2 separate regions of the Sus scrofa genome follow, and region 2 is linked to region 1. Evidence: chromatin contacts called from public HiChIP or PLAC-seq data. All regions are on one chromosome and are shown on one strand. Each heading gives the region's core, a stretch centred on a gene start, on an enhancer-like site or on the middle of the called end of the contact. The rest is flanking DNA. Distances are from core to core; before and after follow the strand shown.

Region 1 (3,500 bases), core at 883-3,382:
CAGGCCCTCAGACCCGTCCCTCCCCCGCCCCTGGTTCGCGGCCACTCCCCCGCCCGCCGCGACGGCGGTACACACTGCAGGCGCGCGCCTGCGCGCACACAACACACACTACTACCTCCTGCATGACTCATCATTGAAGCAACAATAGGCAGAGAGAAAGGAAAGGAGGGCGACGCACTCTCTCCACCACAACCAACCCGGCCGAAGGGCGGGGGTAAGGGTTGGAGGAAACAACAGCCCCCGGATACTGCACACACACCCGGATCCAGGGTTGCGGCCCTCGCAGCAGTCCGGAAAACCGAGGTCTTTCCTCAGTCCCTACTTCTGTAGCACCTGGGGACCACCAACAGAGCGCGTGGGGAGAGGGGGCATCTGAAATCTCCAGCTCGGCCCTGTCGAGAGAGCGCCAAAGTTTGCCGGTTCTCAGCCTGGCTTATTCCACACTGGTCAGCGGTGCTGACCGGGTCCTGATAAGAATGTCTGGAGGGGTCAGTGGGAGTATGTAAGCTCTATATATCCCAACGCTTGGCTATTCTGAGGATTTCCCTCGCCCCAGGACCAAAAATTGGAGGTTGGGGTGAGAACCTACAGGTGAGCTCAGCTCCTCCCTCGTAGGGCAGACTCTCCCGGGGAGATGCCCGGGGGCCAGAGCCCGGGCCCAACCCGGCGGAAGGCCCCTAGCCAGCCCCGCCCAGGCTCCGCCCCCGGCCGAGCGCGAGGCAGCAGGGAGGGGCAGGGCCGCGCAGTCCCCAGCGGGAGTGTCCCCGGTGCACGTGGTCGGGGGCGGGCCCTGTCCACGTCACCACCCGGTGTAACCAACGGGCTTAGAACGCAGGCACACGCAACATTCCAGCCGAGAGCGGGTTTAGAAGGCGCAGACACGCCACATTCCACACCGGCTAAAGTGGGGCGCAGCAAGGGGGGCCCCGGGTCTGCCCCCGGCGACCTTCGGGCCGTTTCACCGATGCACTAATCAGCCCGGCTCTCACCCAAACCCCTGACGCGCGACCCAGCCCAGTTGTGGGAGGCGGGGTCAGGCGGGGCTGGCCAGGATCATAAGACACGCGATGTCATTTTCATTCTGCAAAGGCCGCCTCCGCCCCAAGCGGCGAGTAAGATCTGCCAGGAGCGCCCCCCGCACCCACCCCACAAGACTAGGGAAGCCGGGGAGCTGCTTCGCGTAGAGTAATTCCACCCCCCACTCCGTTACACACACGCCCACTCGTGTGCACTAGACACTCACCCGTGTAAACGTCCGTTCATCCGCTCTCATCGAGGCTCGCATCACACATCCCCTGTGCACACACGCACACGCCCGCGGGTCTGCCACCCCCACGCAACACCATTCTTCACCCCACCCCCCGGCTCGCACATCCTCAGCCCTACCGAGGGCGCTGCTGGCCCACGCGAAAGGAGCCCCTCACGAAAGGTGCACAAGTGGTGGTAGGCAGCTGGGGTGGCGCCCACAGGAGCCGGGTCCCCCGCTGCATGTTAACGAATTCATTAATTAATTTCACTGCCCACAACACTCTTCCTCCGGTGCCGGTTCTTCCGCGGAGCCTTGCAATGCCCGGCTTCGCGAGCCGCCTGGGAGAGGGTTCCGCCCGCGGTTTCGGGTGGGCTCGGGTACCAGGGTCGCTCGCCTCCCCTTCCCCGCTGCCCTAGGGGCCCAGCCCGGCCGCTCACCACGTGCTCTCTGTTGTTGCTGCGCTTGCCATTCCAGGAAGCGGGCCGCCTCCAGTAGCGTCTCTATGCTCATCGCGCCGAGAGCTGCCGGGGGCGCGCCGGGGCCGAGACTGCGGCCCGCGAGTCGAGCACAGGTCAGGCTGGCGGGCAGGCAGGAGGGAGGGATCACCTCCGGGGGGCGACAGGGCTGGGCGGCGCAGCGCACTCCGCAGGGAAGAACGGGGAAGCACAGGGAGAAAAACCAATGTCTCCCCAAATATTTGCAAAATGTAATTTGCAAATTTAAATATATTGATGCAAAAAAAATAAGGCGGCACTGCCTCACTCCTTCCCCTCCCACTCTTCCTCCCTTCCAATGCCTCCCGCCCCGCGGCCCCCAGGAGTCCCGCCGACAAGAAAAGGCTTTGCAACAAGATGGCGAGGAGGCACCGACACACACAACAAGGGAAGGAGCCGCGCTGCCCCCGGCCGCCGCCCCCGCTACTACACCGGGGCCGCAGCCAAAGCCCGGACCGGAGCCCCCGCCCGCAGGGCCGCGGCTTCTCACGAAGGGAGGGGCGTGGTCCCGGGCAGGCTGGCCCCGCCCACTCAAGACGGCGAGCGCACACGTGGCCTGGGTGGGGTGGGAGAAGCTCCAGCCGGGTTCGCGCCCTGCATTTCCGCTTTCCCGCCTCCCCCCGCCCCGATTGCAAGCCACAAGTTTAGCAAGGGCTGCATGTTTGTGTCATTCACAACTAAAATTATCCTGCTGGAGGGAAGGAAGGGTGGAAAACTCAAGACTCGAGTTAGTTCAAATAAGGATATTCCAGGTCAAGGAAACCTTAGGCTGGTAGAGACTGGCCCGAACCCTGGGTCCACACGTGACCTAATTCCCGCAACCACCAGGCTGTCGCAATTCCCCCGGGATCCGCCCCTGGGCGGAGCTGACGGCAGGAGGCTGCCAGAGAACTGGCAGAGGGAGCGGAGTGGCGATCCTGTTCCGCGTTTTGTCTCCGTTCCTCCCCCCGCAGTGCGTTCGCATCCTATTAGGCGACGTCACCGGGCCGCGGGCCAATGGGCGGGCAGGACAACACGGCATGGAGCAGCTCCACATGGACACCCCGCGCCGCCAGCCTTCTGTTTAAAGGGCCAGTGTCTAGCAGGGTCACATTCGCGGGTGCGGATGGGGACGCTGTGTGAAGGGTGGGACTCCGAAAGGGAAATTGTGCAGTTGTGACCTGATCTACTCTTTACTTTTCACTATCCTCCCTCCAAAACAAAGTGTCTCCCTTTCCTTCCTATAAACTCTTGCCTTTGTCCACGCGCCTCTGAGGCGGGCGGAAACTCCAAATGTGCCACCCCAGAAGTCGCCCTTTGCTCTGGGGCCGGACCGAGGGCAAATTAGGCTAGGTGTCCAAAGCCCAGACCGAGGGGGCGTGGCGCAAATCGGGAACAACAACGTGGAGGGCGGAAGCTCGGCCCTCCCAGTGGCTGGGCAACCAAGGCGGGAGCGGGGGCGGGGCCACCCGCCCGGCCACTATCGCTCTCGCGGGCGGGGTAAGACCCCTGGCCTGGCGCTTCCTCTGGCGGCTTCTTGCGGTAGAGTTTGGAGGCGTTTGGGGTACAAACAGAATTTGGTCCGTTTACCCAAATTCTTAAACTTTGCAGATAAGGAAACTGAAGACCAGAAAGGATTTTTCTGCGGTCACTCAATATTCCAGTTGCTCCTTTCCCCATTGGAGCATTTATACCTGACCCCATGGATGATGACTCTTTTGAAGGCAGTTCTGGGGCAAGGCCCACAACTAGAAAAAAAAGTCATGGAGGAGTATCAA
Region 2 (3,106 bases), core at 437-2,936, 1.3 Mb after region 1:
TGTGGGAGAGGGCCTGGGGTAGGGAGGAGCCTCTTCCACCCCATCCCGGATCCAGGACACAGGAGGGAGAAGCCAGGCCCCACCCACCATATTCAAACATGTTCCTAGAGAAGAACCAGGGGGTCATGGTCCTAAAACTTAGAGGAAGGCCCAGGGGCCAGGAGAGACATGTGAGAAAGGGGAGCAGGAAGCATGACACCTGAGGCCTGCAGGACCTAGGTCCTCGTGTGTAAGAGTGTGAGCTCCTCCAGGCCTGCTCCACCTCTGGGGACACCTCTGACCCATCTCCAAGGTCTGGACTGGGAGACAAGGCCCCATCACTGACCTCCTGGGTGAGGTCAGGGAGGCTCCTGCCTCTTTGGTTCCCCACCTGCACTCCCTTTTTTCTAGCTAAAGAGCAAACCTGACCCCTTCTCTCTGGGGCAGCTAGAAGGCTGGAAAAGCCAAGCCGGTGCAGCCAGGGTGAAGCTGAGGACAGCTGTCAGCAGTCCAGGCCTGAGCTGGTGTGCTAAGCTCACCCTCACATGGCAGCTTTATCAGTGGCTCCCTGGTCACACCACCTGGCTGCTGGAGTCCCCAACACGCCCATCTGGATACTGCAGCCAGTGGCAGGGCCCTTAGGGCTACGACTTCCATCTGACCCATTCCTTGCCCAGCAGGCATTTCTGCTCAGAGATCTGGGTCCTTCTTGAAGCCTTCTTTACATGGCTGGGCATGGCCAGACATCTCTCTGGGACTCAATTTCCCCACCTCAGCCATGGAATGGGTCTCCAGGCCCCATCCAGCTGTGACATTGGCGTCTGAGTCTAATGTCCCAACTTCTCTGCCTATTCTCATAGCACTTGGCACCCAAGATGAACCAAGAGGGCAACCAGGGGCCTGAGCCGACCCCGAAGGGTCTCCTCAGGCCCCAAGTGCCAGGAGGGTGACCTGGGCTTTGCCCCAAGAGTTGTTTGGGGATCCAGGGAAAGTTCGGAGCGGGATCAAGTCAGTTGTATGAGCCTTCACTCTGGACCGACTGACTGTGCGTCCGAGAAGGCAAGGCTAGATGGGAGGGGTTGTAGGACTGTTACTCAGGCTCCGGCTACCTCCACCCGCAAGTCTTGGGCGGCGGCGCCGGCTGGAGCGGAGGAAGCACTTCCTCATTCCAGAGGCTGCGACTCATGGACTTTGGATCCGGCGCCCGCCCCCCGCGGCTACCCAGCTGGGGACACAGGCCTGGGAAGGGGACGCTTCCTAGACTCCCACAGCCGGGGCCTTTTCCCTCAGTAAGAAGAGTCCAGAGCGGCGGCGGCGGCGAGCAGGATCTGGCCTTGATCCCGGGTCTTCAGGAAGCTCGTGGGTCCCAGCCACCTCTTGCCTGGCTGGGGAAGACCACGGCTCCTGTCCCGCAGAGCGGGAACCGGAGCTCTGGCTGCGGGTTTGCAGGAGTCCCGGGTTCGACGCTTTGTCAACCTGTTTGGTGTATCAATTTACCTATCTGCAAAGTGGGGGCAAGCCAAAACTAGGAAGAGCCCGAGCGAGCGCACTCACCACCACGGCGGTGACCGGCTGGCCCGGAATGTAGGACATCTCGACCCCAATCTGGAAGCCAAGCGCCGCTCCCCGAAGCCTGCAGCGAGAATCCCGGTGGCCGCGCCCTCTCTGGTTAACAAAGGCTGCACGGCCCAGCCCGCCCCCTTATGAATAGTTAACAAGACTCCAGCGAATCACCTGCCGGAGCGCTGTCCGGCTCTCGGAAGTTCCCGTGCGTGCGTAGAAAAGCGGGGAAGTGGGTGGTGCGTGCTTGAGGCGTCCTCAGTGCGTGCGCCAGAGGCGGAGGGGGGGCGGGGAGCGAGGCCTTGGCGCGTGCGCAGCCTGGGCCTTCCCAGCATCCTCTGCGCAAGATGGCGTCGCGGGAGTCCCTGCTCTAGGCTGTCTGAGGGAACGTCGAGTGACTACCTCCGCCGCCGCGTTCCAGGTAAGTGGCCGAGTCTAGGCGGGAAATGCAGCTATGCGGCCAGCCGTCCCGAACCCTCAGCTTTCTCAGCGTTTTTCGAAGGTCCGAGACGCTGGGGGCGGGGAGGTGGTGCGAAGTCTTGGCAGCCCTAGGGAAAGGGGCGGCGTGAACCCAACTCGCCAGGCTCTGGGCGCTACTTGTAACGTGGTTCTCTCCGCAGCCCCGCGTTGCTTCGGGAGAAAGCAGAGGCCGAGTCCGGGTGGGTGCGATGGCCGCTGTGGTGGTCAAGCGGGAAGGGCCGCCGTTCATCAGTGAGGCCGCTGTGCGGGGCAACGCCGCCGTCCTGGATTACTGCCGGACCTCGGTGTCGGCGCTGTCGGGGGCCACGGCCGGCATCCTCGGCCTCACCGGCCTGTACGGTTTCATCTTCTACCTGCTCGCCTCCATCCTGCTCTCTTTGCTCTTAATTCTCAAGGCGGGAAGGAGGTGGAACAAATATTTTAAGTCGCGAAGACCTCTCTTTACAGGAGGTCTCATTGGAGGCCTCTTCACCTACGTCCTGTTCTGGACATTCCTCTACGGCATGGTGCACGTCTACTGAAAGGAGGGCAGGGATGACTTCTTTTTGAAAAGCAGATTGGGAGGACGGTTGCCGGAAATTAACAGCGTGTAGACTTACCTAGTTTTTAAATTGTTGGATTCGCTGCTTGTTCTGTAACGTTATGAATAATTTATATCTGAAGACGAAGAGCCTGTACTGTTCTTCAGATTAAATGAAGCGTGAGACCCTTTGTGGAGTTTTTTTCCTACCTTAAAGCGCCGCGCTCCGCGTCCCCGTCCCCCCGTCCCCCCCCCCCTCCCGCCGCTGTGGGTGCAGAATCGCCGGGTTTTGACTCTGGGAGAGCTCTCTGACTGCGCCTTAGCTTTCTTTCATTTCCTTGCATTGACACATGGGCTATTCGCAGAGGGGTCACTAAGGCCTAAATAAGAGAACTTATTAACATCCCGAGAACTAATAACAGTCAATACTTATTAAGTGTGCTCTATATACCAGGCATTGTACTGCGCACCTTTCACACTCATTTCTTTTTCTTTTTTTTTTTTTTGCTTTTATTAGGGCCGCACCTGTGGCATATGGAAGTTGCCAGGCTAGGGGTCGAATCAGAG

What was found. HiChIP or PLAC-seq counts read pairs in DNA pulled down with a chosen protein or histone mark.
Region 2: a contact with region 1 is called in an H3K27ac HiChIP or PLAC-seq map of alveolar macrophages. The contact joins the promoter of TAX1BP3 here to the promoter of MNT in region 1. A contact is called at or near these places in 1 of 47 Hi-C or Micro-C datasets (embryonic fibroblasts) and 1 of 2 datasets of contacts at active chromatin or transcription factors (alveolar macrophages).

What each region holds. Positions count from the first base shown.
Region 1 is chr12:48,484,605-48,488,104 of Sscrofa11.1, forward strand. MNT (max-binding protein MNT) reads right to left here and starts at 2,133. Exons shown (of 6, transcript XM_021067616.1): 1 at 1,687-2,133. The coding sequence starts at 1,759.
Region 2 is chr12:49,757,340-49,760,445 of Sscrofa11.1, forward strand. TAX1BP3 (tax1-binding protein 3) reads right to left here and starts at 1,687. Exons shown (of 4, transcript XM_003131848.3): 1 at 1,534-1,687. The coding sequence starts at 1,572. It overlaps EMC6 (ER membrane protein complex subunit 6), which reads left to right and starts at 1,814. Exons shown (of 2, transcript XM_005669120.3): 1 at 1,814-1,960; 2 at 2,160-2,730. The coding sequence starts at 2,208. The coding sequence ends at 2,540.